Regions from separate parts of the Mus musculus genome. Here region 2 is linked to region 1. Evidence: chromatin contacts called from public Hi-C data. All regions are on one chromosome and are shown on one strand. The core of a region is the stretch at or near the end of the contact, and the rest is flanking DNA. Distances in the headings are between cores, read along the strand shown. Region 1 overlaps Gm40673 (a long non-coding RNA gene). Region 2 overlaps Chst3 (carbohydrate sulfotransferase 3).

What was found. Hi-C and Micro-C count contacts between places; a contact is called where the count stands out from the background.
Region 2: a Hi-C map of muscle stem cells shows a contact between it and region 1, with 2.5 times the contacts expected there. The contact joins two enhancer-like sites. A contact is called at or near these places in 1 of 484 Hi-C or Micro-C datasets (muscle stem cells), 4 of 115 datasets of contacts at active chromatin or transcription factors (the 230-238 cell line, craniofacial prominence, neural tube and 1 more) and 3 of 9 other capture datasets (adipose tissue, embryonic stem cells and pancreatic islet).

The regions. Positions count from the first base shown.
Region 1 is chr10:59,912,780-59,920,326 of GRCm38.p6, forward strand. It overlaps Gm40673 (a long non-coding RNA gene), which reads left to right. Exons shown (of 3, transcript XR_871747.2): 2 at 2,272-2,374. Among named protein-coding and RNA genes, the nearest start is that of Gm40673, 7.1 kb to the left of the region's middle. Within about 2 kb of position 4,007, at least 180 of the 459 cell types and tissues checked have an H3K27ac peak or open chromatin away from gene starts, as enhancers often do. A contact at or near this core is called in muscle stem cells, where this site is marked.
Region 2 is chr10:60,206,891-60,214,437 of GRCm38.p6, forward strand. All of the region lies in intron 1 of Chst3 (carbohydrate sulfotransferase 3), which reads right to left. Among named protein-coding and RNA genes, the nearest start is that of Chst3, 8.6 kb to the right of the region's middle. Within about 2 kb of position 2,566, at least 112 of the 459 cell types and tissues checked have an H3K27ac peak or open chromatin away from gene starts, as enhancers often do. A contact at or near this core is called in muscle stem cells, where this site is marked.

The DNA of each region.
Region 1 (7,547 bases), core at 2,757-5,256:
TTCCCGATCTTTTCCTCCAGAGCCCCCCCTCTCTGCACAGGAAAGTCTGTAAAGGAGACACGGTGTGTTTTCCGTCCCTCTCCCCAGGTGCCTGGGATACAGTAAGAGTTCAGTTAACACCTTGGAAAGAAGGGATATGTGACTGACTGATGCAAATCAATCCCAGCTGGCCACCAGCATAGACTGTCATTTATGACGTTAAGGGGACTGGGATACAACTCTACGTGCCTGGCATGCACTGCAAGCAAGCAGCCAAGCAATCAATCAAGGGGTATTGAATGTACCTCTAAAAGCAAAAACAAAAAAACTCACTTTCTTTGCTTGTATTTGTTTGTGCATATGTATGTGTGTCCATGTGTACAAATGGGGAGAAGCACATGCGTTGTGTGTGTTTGTGTGTATGCGTTTGTGTATGTATGTATGTGTGTCTGGGTGAGGTGTGTCTGTGGTGTGGCTGTGTGTTTGTGTGTGTGTGTCTATGTATATGTGTGTGTGTCTGTGTGTGTTTGTGTGTGTATCTGTGTCTATGTGTATGTGTGTGTGTTTGTGTATGTGTGTCTGTGTGTATCTTGTATAAGTTGTGTCTATGTGTGTGTGTCTATGTATCTGTGTGTCTATGCGTGTGTGTCTGTATGTGTGTATCTATGTGTCTATGCGTGTGTGTGTGTGTCTGTCTGTCTGTGTGTCTGTGTGTGTCACAGCCAGAAGTTGACAGAGTCCTCCTCATTTACTCCTCACCTTCTTCCTTTCTAGGGGAGAGGTCTCTCCCTAGGACCTGAGGCTCAGCAATTAGGCTGAGTTCCGGATCCTGCTGTCCCTACCTCCCCAGCGGGTTACAGACAAAGCACCTGGCTTTTTCTGACTTCTTCCATCCAGCTCTGATCTTTATGCACATTTTACCAACTGAACACTCCCAAATTTTGGCTTTTTTTTTTTTCCTGATAAGGTCTTATGTAGCCCAGGTTGTCCTAGAATATATTACATAGTCAGAGCTAGCTAGCTACATAGCAGAACTCCTCCTGTTTCTCTTGTCTCAGCCTCTCAAGTGTTTCGTATGCACCACCATGCCTAGCTTGCATGTATCTTAAACATAAGTCAAAGGGCTTGCTATCAAAAAACTCAAGAGCTATAGCTCAGGGGTTAGAACGTCTGCCTTATTGTGAAATACAATAAATAATAAAAGTAGATTTTAAAGAAATACGATTTAAAATAAGACAGTACACATTAACCTAACCACTCCACTCTGGTAGAACATTTACCTACCATGCCCCAGACTCTAGGTGTAAACCCTGGTACCAAAAGAAGAAAGCCTGGTATAGCAGGGCATGGCTATAATCTCAGCATCCCAGAGGCAAGGCTGGAAAATCATCGTGAGTCCAAGACCAGCCTGGACTACAGCTAAGAGAAGGGAATACAGACAGGACAGGGTCATGAGTGACTGTCCTCCAAGCCAAGCAACCACCGTCTTGGGGCATTCCGCCATACCCCTTTGCAAAAGATTATCCCAGTGGGGCTTGTCAAAGGTCTGCACACTCAACAGAGAGGAATAGAGAGGACCAGTGGACCCTCACTTGAGTATACATGCTTTAGTCACCTGTTTTGGGGGGTTTTGTTTTGTTTTTGTTTTTTTCTATTTTCTTTTTTTTTAAATATTTATTCATTTATTATATGTAAGTACACTGTAGTTGTCTTCAGACGCACCAGAAGAGGGCAACAGATTTCATTACAGATGGTTGTGAGCCACCATGTGGTTGCTGGGATTTGAACTCAGAACCTTCAGAAGAGCAGTCAGCACTCTTAACCACTGACCTATCTTGCCAGCCTTGTTTTTGTTTTGTTTTGTTTGAGACAGGGTTTCTCTGTATAGCCCTGGCTGTCCTGGAACTCACTTTGTAGACCAGGCTGGCCTCAAACTCAGAAATCTGCCTGCCTCTGCCTCTTGAGTGCTGGGATTAAAGGCGTGTGCCATCACCGCCTGGCTCAGTCACCTGTTTGTTGCAACTCTGTCTTCATTCTGTTTACCCTGCAGAGTGGTTAGAAGAGGCCTTGGGATGGCATGGGGATAGGAATTCCTCAGGTCATATGGTAAGGCTTTCTAGGTGTGGCCTTATGGGAGGAGCACACACACCTCTGTAAGGAACTCTCAACGAGTCTAGATAAAGAAGCCAAATAAACTCACGGGGTCTTCCAAAGTGAACTTTAGTGGATTTGTGTCTTGGTTTGTCTTGGGATCTGAGGAGTAAATGTTGTTGCCTGTCTCTTTCTGGGAAGGTTTTTAAGCAACAAAGAGCAAGCCTGGTTGCTCCAAGAGGACAGTGGAGATGTTGTCCCAACCTGTTGTGCGCAGGAAACCCCACTTAAGGACTGTCCCCTGGTGAGTGTCCTCTGGCTCAGGAGCTGCTTCTGAGCATAGTAACTATGGTGCCACAGTAGCTACCCAGTGTGGATGAGAACACACAGCTAACAATGAAGTGGCAGGCTGACACCCAACAGCCATTTTCACCTGTGGGCTATCACCCGAGCTCCTGGGTGGCTGAACGTGGCCTAGGACAAGGGTGGGTCCAGCTGGCTCACACCAGGGCTGTGGACACAGGCTGGGCTGTAGGACATATACAACATAGCAGGTGTCTCCAGCTTGCACATTAACCCACTGTCTGTCTCACATAGCTCCCACAAGACCTGGAACAACTGGCTTAGACCAACTGGGCCAGGAAAGAAAGGCTGCCAAGGCTTGGGGTCATCTGTCTGGGCTTCTGTCCCCTTGGGTGCAATGCTTGCTGCTGGTCCAGAGGCAAGGATGTGCAAACCTTTGGCCTGCTGCCGTTTAGTTAACGTTGAGGGTTGGTTGGTAGAGTGCTTGGCCCTGGGTTTGGTCCCTAGCACTGAATGAACTGGGCGTGGTGAGGTATGCCCTTATCCTAACACTTGGGAGGTGGATGTAGAGGAATCAGAAGTTCAAGGGCATCCTTGGCTACACAGTGAGCTCAAAAGCCAGCTAGGGCGACTTGACACTCTGTTTCAAAACAGACAGGGATCAAAGTTAGCGCACAGAGCAGCAAGCTTCATTGTTCATTCTTATTGCGTGACCTACTGCAAGCACCTTCTCACCTCACCCTGGTCTCTCTCCAGCCCATCTCAGAACCTGTTTAGCCCATCTGGGAAGTCATGGGTGACTCTCTGTTCTGAAGTCACCTAGTTGAGTTGTCGGTGATTTCATGTGACCCTATCCCTCTGTGCCTAAATGAGACAGTACATAGGGAGAGATTAGAGTCCTCTGACACACGGTGTCTTGTCATCTGTATGTTCTGGCTACTACCCCCGTGGCTGAGATAACTAACAAACCCTCTTCCTGCAACTCTGATGGAACCTTAAGGTTAGTTGTCTTGAAGAAAACAAGGCAAGAATAAGACTGGACCTTGACCCTAGAAATTCTGGGGTAGTAGCCTAATGGGGTTCATGGTACTACTGACTTCTCTGGCTCCCTCTAACCCAACTAAATCCACTTCTAGACAGTCTTTCCCAACACATGCTCCTGGCAGCTGTCACCAGCAGAGGCACTGGGCAAAATGTCAACAGTGCTGCAAAATACGTTGGGACTTTATCTGACCCCTGGCTTCCATCCCAACCAGAAACACACTGGCTGAAACTTGCTGGCGAGCTGGAGCAAGCCCGGGGCTGGGGGCGGAAAGCAGTCTGGGTCACTGGCTGCTGCAGAAATTTCTCCCCTTTTACTAGTTAATGCCCTTGTTGCCTGTTAGGACCTAGTTTTTAAAACCCAAGGCTTCAAGCCTTGCAGAGAACTGAGGGAAGCGCCACCCTCACCCCAACCCCCACTCTTGCCCCCGCCCCTGCCCCTGCCGCCCCTTTACTCAGGTTAGTGCACCCCGCGCATTCCTCCTGCCCTTTTCGTGAGACTTCCCAGAAAGGGTCCATGACTATAGCAGCAGACAGCCACACCAGGGTGGGATAGGACCAGCTTCGAAGGGGGCGGTCCTCAGTCAAGAGCAATGCCCCTCCCCTACCCCGCTTCTGCCTGTAGCTGCAGGGAGGTAGGTCTCAGACAAGTCTAGGAGGTCCTAAGGCCAGTCTTAACAAGTCTTCCTGCCCAGTACGCCTAGAAAAAGAGAGAAAAAAAGACATTGTCACACGAGGGGCCCCAGGAGCACCCCACCCCAAGACAGGAAAAAATAAAAGAAGCCTTGTCCTGGGTTTTAGCTCAGAAAAAAACGACGTGGGAACTGAGTTGTGTGGGACAGCACTGCCTTGATTGCGCGCGTGCGTGAGTGCGTGTGTGGTGGTGGTGGTGGTGGGGTTGATCACCCGGCACCGCAATAATAATCGATAATAGTAAACAGATAAATGAGCTAAACAAGGAAAAGCTTAAGGATGGAGGGAAGCAGAGGAAGAAAAACAATAATTAGATTTGGAGTAGATTAGACAGTCATTAGGGGGCAGTCTCTGCCTCAGCCTCCTCAGTGCTATGCAATTACCCTGGCTATGAAAGATTCGAATATTATAACTAGCTAATTTAAAATTAAAATAGATAGATAGATAGATAGATAGATAGATAGACAGACAGACAGATAGCCAGGCAGTGCCAGTGCTATTGCATGTCTTTAATCCCAGCACTGGGGGGAGGGGGGTTGGGGGGAGCCAGAGGCAGGGGCATCTCTGAGTTTGAGGCCAGCCTGGTCTACAGAGTGAGTTCCAGGAGAACCAGGGCTACACAGAGAAACCCTGTGTCGAAAAAGGAAAAAAATAAAAAATAAAAATAAATAAATAATAAATAAAGCAGCCTGATTTGTAGGACACCTCGTGGAGGTACACACTTCTGCTCCCAGCACTTGGGAGGCTGTGACAAGGGTGATGAGTTCAAGGCCAGCCTGGCCTACATAGTAAGATCCCATCTCTAAGGCCAGCCTGGGCTTCATAGTAAAATGCTGCCTCAAAAAACAAAGCAAGGGGCTGGTGAGATGGCTCAGCAGTTAAGAGCACCAGTTGCTTTTCTGAAGGTCCTGAGTTCAAATCCCAGCAACCATATGGTGGCTAGCAACCATCCATAACAAGATCTGACACCCTCTTCTGGAGTGTCTGAAGACAGGTACAGTGTACTTACATTAATAATAAATTAAAAACAAAACAAAACAAACAAACAAAAAAACAAAGCAAGGCCGGGCGTGGTGGCACACGCCTTTAATCCCAGCATTCGGGAGGCAGAGGCAGGCAGATTTCTGAGTTCGAGGCCAGCCTGGTCTACAATATGAGTTCCAGGACAGCCAGGGCTACACAGAGAAACCCTGTCTCAAAAAACCAAAAACAAAAAACAAAAAAACAAAACAAGGACTGAGGCCATAGCTAGCTTTTGAGCATTTGCTTGGAACTGGCAAGGCTCTGAGTTCCATCCCTGGCACAGAAGGGAGGCAGAGAGCAAGCAGGTCATGACACATTACTGTGAGAAAAATCCCTGAAAGCCACAAACTGCATTTCAGCCTTTGCCGTCAGGGAAGCCACAGTTCAGACTGAGGTCATTATGAGTCAAATGGACATTCACATGTAAGTATGTGTGCAAGAGGGACTCAGGGGACATACCATGTGAAGAGATAGACAGACTTTTCGGTGACGCTTCTATGATGCCAAGTCATGAGACAGGTTGCCAGCAAACTCTCAGATCAAGGCTAAAGACAGAGACTCTCTCACAACCTTGGACGGAGCCAGTCCTTGTTAGCATGTTGCTGGGTCTTGTTTTTCCTTTGTTTCATTCAGAGACTTAAGTAGCCCAGGCTAACTACAAACCTCTAGTGTACCCAAAGATAACCCAGAACTTCCTCCTCCATCTACTTCTCAAAGACTGGGATCACAGGTGTGCACCGCTAGGCAGGCTATGCAGTGTTGGAGCTTGAGCAGGGATTTCACGTGTTTTAAGCAAGCACTCTAACAGCCAAGACACGTGCCCAGCCTATGTCTGTTGTTTGAGGCACCAGATTCAACATAATTCCCAACAACTCTGACAAAAGAAATCCCAAGGAAGCCAGGCAGTGGTGGTGCACACTAGTAATCCCAGCACTTGGGAGGCAGAGGCAGGGGGATCTTTGTGAATTCAAGGCCAGCCTGGCCTACAGAGTGAGTTCCAGGACAGCCAGGGCTACACAGAGAAACCCTGTCTTGAAAAAGCAAATAACATAAACATATACAAATACACATCATATACATAAATATCATATATGTATATGCATATATACACATATTCATACATCATACACATGTACACACACACACACACACATATATATTCACACACACATACACGCAAGCATACACATAAGCATACATATCATTGCTCATAACCAGGACAGCCAGGACTACATAGAGAAACCCTGTTTCAAAAAAAAAAAAAAAAAAGTAGAAAAATAATCCCAAGGAAAAAAACTACTAAATACACTACTTAGGCTGTGGAATCCGAGGACCTGAAGCTGTGGTGCCTGCAGGCTCCGTCGCCAGCTGAGCCACCTCACGGCCCTTCCTTTTCCTTTTAATTTTTAGAAGTTTAATAAGTTGCTCAGGCTGGCCTTGAACTTGGGATTCTCTAGCCACAGTCTCCTAAACTGTGATGGCAGGCCTGGGCCACTGAGTCCAGCGGAATCTTGACATGTGAGTCTCCCTGTTTGTACTCCTGCTGGGTTTCTGGAGAGTAAGGAGGGACAATCTGCCACAGTTCTGCTAGGCCAACAGGGCTCTCTGAGGGAATCCCTCCATGTAGAAAAAAGGAAGCATGGCCTCAGCAGGGGTCAGGTCGGGATCTGCCCACCACCACCAGCTTCCCATCATCCCATCCCGTGTGCAGGAATCAGTGTACGTCACTACAGTCTGGGGGAGCCGACATCCTGTTTGCTAGAAAAGCCTGAGTCAGTGCCAGTCTCCAGCTTTGCCTCTGCAGCAACAGCTGTCCAGCGTGCTCTGCCCCGGCTTTCCAGGCATTTCTCAGGCCTCTCTGCACATTCGGTTCCCCTCCCTCCTGCAAGAGTGGAGCCACGGTTTTAAAAAAAAAGCAAAACAAAACAAGAAAGTTGCTAGCCGGGTTAGGAGTGTGGTTCGTGGTACACATCTAGAAAGGAGCCCTGTGTTCGATCTTTGGCACCTCATAATCTGGGTGTGGTGGTACACACCCTGTCAGGACACTCAGGCAGTACAAGTGGGAGGATCAGACGTTCAAGGGCATCCTTGGTTCCTTAGTGAGTTCTAGCCTGTCTGGGATACAAGAGACGCTGGCTTTTTGTCGGTTTTTTTTTTTTTTTTCAGGTCAGAGTTTCTTTGTGCAGCCCTGGCTGTCTTTGGAACTTGCTCTCTGTAGACCAGGCTGGCTTCGAACTCACAGAGATCTACCTGCCTCTGTCTCCTGAGTGCTGGGATTTAAGGCGTGCAGTTTCTGAGACTCTAATTAATAAAAACAATAACAACAAAGCAAGCAGGCAACATAATTTCTACAACAGCAACAAAGTGGCTACTGCCAGGAAGGGGCCTGAGGGCTGAGACAGACAGAGGAGAAGTCA
Region 2 (7,547 bases), core at 1,316-3,815, 290 kb after region 1:
GTGTGTGTGTGTGTGTGTGTGTGTGTGTGTGTTAAGTCAGAGGAAAACTTTTAGAAGTTGGTCTTCTCCACCAACGGTGAGTTCCAAGGATCAAACTCAGGCTGATACCATAAGGACTTTCTCCCTCAGAGCCATTAAAAGGCCTCCAGGAGCAGTCCTTAGCCTTAGGGCCCCTCCACAGAGCTCTAGGACAGATCTCTTCTCCACCCAGGTGCTGTGCGAGCCTGGCCCTGTCTCTGCTTCTCTTCAGAAGGGCATGGGCATAAACATTCTCCACAAAGGACCTAACTTCGATTACCCAAAACACAATACAGGGCAATGCTCACCTAGAAGTCTGAAGGCCTGAAGCTCTTTGTGGTGTCCCAGCCTCTTCAGTGGCCAGGTCACTATACCCTTGAGTCAGTTCTGCGCTATTGGCACAGCTCCAGTGACCTTTCGTCAGGGATTTCTGAGAAGTGTCCCCCTCCCGAACCACAGCAAGAAACCTGGACTGGCAGGGGCCTTTCCAGGCTCAAACTGTCCCCGGCCCTTAGTCCCTGTGGGGTTAGCGGTGATAAAACCACCCAGGCCTGAGTCTCCCCTGCTCTCAGCACTGCTCAGTCACCACACTGGAATTTCTGGAGAGCTGTTCCTTTCTTTGTAGAGAAGGCTGGCTGGCTTTTGCTAGGTGGCAGGGGAGGCTTCCATTGTCCCCTAACCTTCCTTGCCAGTGTAGGATTTTACTACTTCTCTGCAAATGTCAAGGCCTGTTTAAATGGCTTTTTAAAGAGCTGGACTGCCGGGCGTGGTGGCACACACCTTTAATCCCAGCACTTGGGAGGCAGAGGCAGGCGGATTTCTGAGTTCGAGGCCAGCCTGGTCTACAGAGTGAGTTCCAGGACAGCCAGGACTACACAGAGAAACCCTGTCTCGCAAAAACAAACAAACAAACAAACAAAAAAAAAACCAAAAAAAAAAAAAAAAAAAAAAAGAGCTGGACCTGGTGGTACAAAGCCTGTGTGTAATCTTAGCAGTCTAGTGGAGGCAGGAGGATTAAGAGTCCAAGGTTTTCCTTGTCTTCACAGTACCTGGGACTAACCTGGGCTCTGTGAGACTCATTAAAAATAGAGGCTTGCTAAACAAGAGGGTTTGACATGCCAGACCCTTTGGAGATAGGCAAGAACGGGTTCTTTTTTTTTTTTTTTTTTTTTCTTGTTTTCCTCTCAAATCTTAGGACAAGTACAGGTTGTCCCTTGTACAATGTTTACAAGGTGATATGGTGAATTCTCCTTCCTATGCCTGACTCGAGCATTCGGGGACTGTCTACATAGGCAACCAGTAATGTCAACATTGGGTTTGTTGTTGTTGTTATTATTGTTTTTTGTTTGTTTGTTTTTCAAAACAGAGTTTCTCTGGGTGGCTCTGGCTGTCTTGGATCTCCCTCTGTAGATCAGGCTGGCCTCAAACTCACAGAGATCCCTCTGCCTCTGCCTCCCGAGTGCTGGGATTAAAGGTGGGAGTCACCACCACCTTGCCTTTCTTTGTTGTTGTTTTTTTAATTCTCCAATTTTATTTTATTTTTTGGTAGTATTGGAATCAAACTTAGGGTCTTACACAGGCCTTGCAGAGCCAATTCCCCAGTCCCCTCCACTTTGAAGGCAACTTAAATGGAATGCCATTGGGGCTTCCTGTTTTATTAGGTAAACTGAGGCACAACCTGAAAAATAGTTGGGACTAGAGCTAGCATGGGGGTGCTGCAGAGTCCCACTCTGTCACCCCCATTGCTGTCTATGATCACTGCGAAGTGGCTGCCCACAGTGGAGCCCTTGCAAGTCAAGGGTCAGGGCTCTTGCAGCCCAGTACTCTGAGCTTCTAAGCCCTCCCAGTTCTATGGCCCATGCCCACTGTCAGAACTGCCTTCTTCCTTTTTAGAAGAACATCTCTGCCTCCGCCCCTATTCATGAGGTCCTGCTTCATTCTTTGCTCCTGGACACAAGCATCTGGGGATTCCAATAAGGTGCCCTCTGGACTCACACCTACATCAATGGCTACAGAATAAGGTTTAAGGAGATAGGATCAAAAGGTCCTTGAGCCCTTTGGGAGAGGGCCATGCTGGTCCCTGCCTCGAGGAAGGAAGACCCTCTGTCCTTTCACATACAGAACAGGAACTCGAGTCTCCTCCTCCTCCTCCTCCTCCTCCCCCTCCCCCTCCCCCTCCCCCTCCCCCTCCCCCTCCCCCTCCTCTTCCTTCTCCTCTTCCTCCTAGCTGAGGGAGCTCAAACAGTCAGAAGTGCCTGCCAGCCTCCTTGTTCTTAACTGGGAAACCAGGCTAACGGGGTGAGGTCTCTCTCTCTCTCTCTCTCTCTCTCTCTCTCTCTCTCTCTCTCTCCCTCTCTCTCCCTCTCTCTCTCTCTCTTAGTGTGATGAAGGTGCCACTCTGTGTGGAGCTGGCACAGACCCCTCCCCCCAGCTTCAGGCCGAGGGACAGCAGGAGCAGAGTTTTGAGTCAGAGCTGCAGCTGCTGCAGCCTGGCATCCTGCACCCACAGCCTGGGCCGAGGAAGCTGGCAGCCCGCCCCAACCTGACTCATATTCTTTTTCCAGGTCTGACCCACCAAATCCTGGGCAGACACCCCTCTGACGCATGGAGAATGTGCCTTCCTAAGAGGGAAATAAGCTAAGGGTTTAAAAATAAAAACCAAAACCTGTTGCTCAACTCCCATACCCAGGGTTCCTATGGCCAGGGCAGCCACTGTTCTGTGCCACGTCCCACATCGGTCCACATGCTCTAGGAAAGTGAATAGCGACCCAGCCAGACATGGAAGCTCCCCTGGTACTTTCATTCTGCACTGCCAATGTGGTGAGTCTGGGTCAAGTGCAGTCCACTTGCTGCAGTGGCCGAGAGCACATGTGGCGTTAGATAATGAGTTTGAATTCTGGGCTGTGTGGCTACACACAAGGCCCCTGATCCCTCTGAGCCTTGTTGCTGGCATCTGAAAAATGCCATTTAAATGAGATACATAAGCAGTTGACCAAAGATGCTTAAACAAAGATCTCTCAGGTGCACTCGGCTGCATCCTTGAAAATGATAGGAGGGCCTGTTTATCAGCTTCACTCTCCCATCTAGGATTATTGTTGGGCACGGAGCCTAGCCAGCTTCACTTTCTACACACTGACTCCTGGGCTTCGACATGAAGCTCAGTGGGTAGGATACTTACCTAGCATGCACAAGGCCCTGGATTTAATACTCAGTATGTCACAAAACCCTTGTAACCCCAGCATCTGGGAAATGGAATAAGATACTCGTGGCTATATAGTGTTTGAGGCCAGCCTGAACTACATGAGACCTGTCTCCAAAAACAAACAAGCAAACCCTGACTCCAAGAGGAGCCCAGGCACCTCTCCCAAAGGAAGAGACTCTGAAAACTCAACATGGAAGTTGGGCACCATGATGTTGCCCTGAAATCTTCATAGCACAGTAGGAGAGGCGGGAAGTTGGGAGACAAAGGCTGGGAAGGGGTATTCAAGGGAGCTTCTGGCCCTGCTACCGGGGTGGGAGGGTGGGGGGGGGATGGGGGGAGAAGAGCAACTATGGGATTGTGGGCATTGAAGGTCTCCAGGAGCCCAGGAAGGGCAGGCAGGCAGGCAGGCAGGCAGGCAGCAGACAGAGAGATGATATGATGTCAGGTTTCCCCCAGTGACTCAATGGCTTGTCCTAGGCTATGAATAGTGAGCTTTATACTGTGGCCTCCAGGCCATCCTCCCTTCTGAGTTGTCCTGGCATCTCTCCCTTGTCACCTCTCATTCTCCCTGCTATGGAAATTCACAACTACAGTCTCTATGTCCTGGCCCTGGGCACAGCCTCAGCCAGCCTCAGCCGGCCTCAGTCAACCTCTACTATGTGGAGAGACTTAAGCACAGACAAACCCAGGGAGCCGGGGCTGTCTCTGAATGCTCATGGCTGGGTAGCCTCAGGGAGCAGTTTGTTCATCTGAGAAATAGGGACCCTGCTAGAAACCTTGATAGGTTAATGGGGGTGGGGTGGGGGGTTGGGAGGATTAGTGAGGGCATCAAGCACGTAGCATGCAACAAAGTATGTCATGCCAAGTATGGTAGCTAAGGTACAAACTCAGTTTACTTCAAACTGCTTTCAAAAATTCATGAAAGCCGGGCACAGTGGCACATATCTGTAATCCTAGCACTTGGGAGGCAGAGGCAGGAGGACTGCCATATGTTCAAGGCCAGGTTGGTCTAGCCTAGCCAGAGTAAGATTCTGCTTCAAAACACCAAAAACTGCACACATACATGCATGCATACATACACACATACATGCATACATACACACATGCATGCATGCATGCATACATACACACATACATGCATACATACACGCATGCATGCATGCATACATACATGCATACATATATACATACATGCATACATACAATCTCCAGTTCCCAACAGCAACACACACACACACACACACACATACACACAAACACACACACACACACACACACACACACACACACTCCTGTATATAAAGCAGCTCACCTTGCTTGATGCTGTGTGCTAAGTGCAGCACTAAGCATTTCTATAAAGCCACTCTAGAGCTGGTTAGAGTCAGCTCAGGTGTCTCTTTTTAAAAGTGCTGGTCTTTCAAACAGCTCTTTCGTATTACATATTTTCCACTTCAGTGCACTTGGTGTGACGGGTTACTGGCTATTACTGAATTAACTCTATGGTAATGACTGTCAAAAGTGGCTTCTTCCAACCTGTTCACTGCTGAATGACTATTCACTTTGCAATCTCCGTTCTGTTGGATTCTTTCCAGACACTACTGTACGTGAATGGTTATTCCACTGCAAAGTGCTATTTATGAAAAACAGACAGACAACTAAAAGGACTCAAGATATTGTGTGTGCGTATGAGAGCCACCCAGCCAGGCTTCCAGGAGGGAGCGACACAGATGCCAACGTGAAGGAGGGATGGAGGGGGTGTCCTGTGCAGCTAAAGAGGCTGTGGAGTGCAGGCTGTGTGCCCAGGAAATGAGGGGGGCTTGGATCCAGAGAGGAGATTGGATGTGGGCTGAAGCAACCATGTTCCATGGCTCACAGGTCGTGGAAGCCACCCAGGGCTCTGCTCTGCTGAAATGACCATGGGGAGACTGAGGCTTTGGCTTCTCCTCTCCTCCTGGCTCTGGAAGCCACTGGTATAGATACTAGGCCTGCTATATAGATTGTGGCATGGTCTGAGATGCCAGCTGGGGTCAGCTAGTGGATGCCAGGTCAGACTCAGAGAGTCAGAACCATATTTCCTCTTGGGGTGTCCTCAGTGACAGGTGACACCAACCTCCTGGATTCAGCCCCTCCCTCAGTTTGGTCCTCAGGCACCTCCTGGCTCCCATGAGACAGACTCCTTCCTCTGAGTACAGCCGTATGAAGACAAATACACACCGGTGACTGTTTGGTGTCAGACCTCAGGACAAGGGACTGAGGAGCATATTTCACACATCAAAGCAGACCAGGGCTCCAGGTTCTCCCACCATCCCTCAGTCCCTATCTGGCACATCCTGTCCCAAACCCTGAAGTTTCCAGCCCAGGGGCTGATCTGTCTTTCTGCTAGAGGCTCTTCCCTATATAATCCGGACATTTTGGACACACACACCCCTTCATCTCCTTCTGTGTGTGTGTGTGAGCTCTTTCTTTCTCTCCTCTCCCCACCTTCTCTCACCATGGTGACTTCTCTGGCTTTCCCTGGTCCTTGGGGCCAGTGAACTCACCCGAGGGCTGCTTCTCAATATACCTGCCTTTAATGTATTCTAGTCTGACTTGAGTTGGCTCCGTTCAGTGGTGGAGAAATAGCCTATTGGTGACATCATGGCAAGGCAAAGATCTGCCAGCCATGGATGTGGTTTGGTTCAGCCTAAAAGTGGTGGCGGTTCCAGTGACCAGATCAGGAGCTTCCGGGGAAGCCAGTAAAGGCATGTGGGAAGAATCAGGGGTGGTGCTGACATAACAACTGTTGCAGTCTCTGGTTCCTGTGGGCCCTGCCCTCAGACATCAATGCAAGGCGCTAAAGGACTTAGCTTTGCCAATAGGCCAGGGGAGCTCTGTTCACTCTCAGAGGAAAGGACCTCCCGCTTGAGACACTTGGCTTCTAGCTTTCTCCCTCGGAGTTCCTTCAGACTTGGGCATCTGCCCTTAGCACTCAGACTCTGGCTGTCTCCAGAGAGGAGCTGCAGACCACAGCCAGCCCAGCCGGCCTGTGACTGTGTGCTTTGAGCTGTGAAATTCTTTGTTGAAAATTAGAGCAGTTGCAGCTGGGGGGTCAGGGTGGGAGGGGATGCAGGGGGAGTGGTGGTGAGGGAGCATTTATTTGCAAAATGTTTCCTCGGCAAACGCTGCTTTGGCTCGGGCACACTAACACTTACCAGGATCTTGCAGATGGTGAGACAGCTGGAGAGGAAGGGAGACAGGGAGTGGGGAGAAAGTGGATGGGTGGGGCCAGCTGACAGGTAGAAGGGAGCTGGCACAGGCACCTAAAAGTGCCCTGCGTGGACTCTAGATGCATACCAAAAGCATAGCAGCCCACAGAGGCACTGGTGCCGTCTAGGGTCGAGAGCCCTCTCTGTCTCTCTCTGCCCCGCCACCCCCCCTCGTGTGTGTGTGTGTGTGTGTGTGTGTGTGTGTGTGTGTGTCTTTCTGTCTGTCTGTCTGTGTGTGTCTGTCTCTATCTCTGTCCCCAGGGTCTCATATACCCCAAGCTGGCTTCGAACTCTCTTTGTAGTCAAGGATGACCTTGAACTCCGGAGCCTCCTGCCTTTTCCTCCAGAGTGCTGGGATTACAGGCATGGGCCACCACACCCAACAGTGAGCCCAGAACTATGCTCAGGAGTCCAATATGTTCCAATAGGAACAGAGTCTGCAGCCCCACCTGCATCTGGCCTCTTGGGGTTCCCTTGCTAAGCAGAGAACTCTATGTAGCCCTGCTTTAAAACTGCTGCTGAAGGAATTCCACTAACTCCTGCATTGTTTGAGCTGCCAGTGGGAAGATGTGAGAGTCTTCCTAATAAAGTTGAGGGTCTAGCACAAGGATGTGTTCCTGTATTGGAGAATCAAGGCTCACCCAGTATAGCATATTGATCCAGCATCCTCATATGTGTATCCCTGAGATTCTTTACATCCTCAGCTCTATAAACAGCTGGCACAGAGGTGTGCCGGAAAGATGCCAGGAATACCACAGACCTAGCATACACTGTGTCCAATCCTAGCCTCCATATACATTGTAACTCACAACAGCTGGTCACACTAGGGTCCCCAGTCCCTTCTTAGAGACCAAGGAAGGAGGGCTCAGAAAGGCTAAGTACCTAGCCCAAGGTGTTCTTAAATATCACATAGTTTGCCTTTTCAACGAATGTAGCCTTGAGGTTGTGGGTCTGGGTTTGTAGCTGATTGTACCTAGCAATGATTTTGGAGTGTATCTACCTGTCTCATGCTTATTTAATATTCTGTCCATGGGTGGATACCTGTGTGTGTGTGTGTGTGTGTGTGTGTGTGTGTGTGTGTG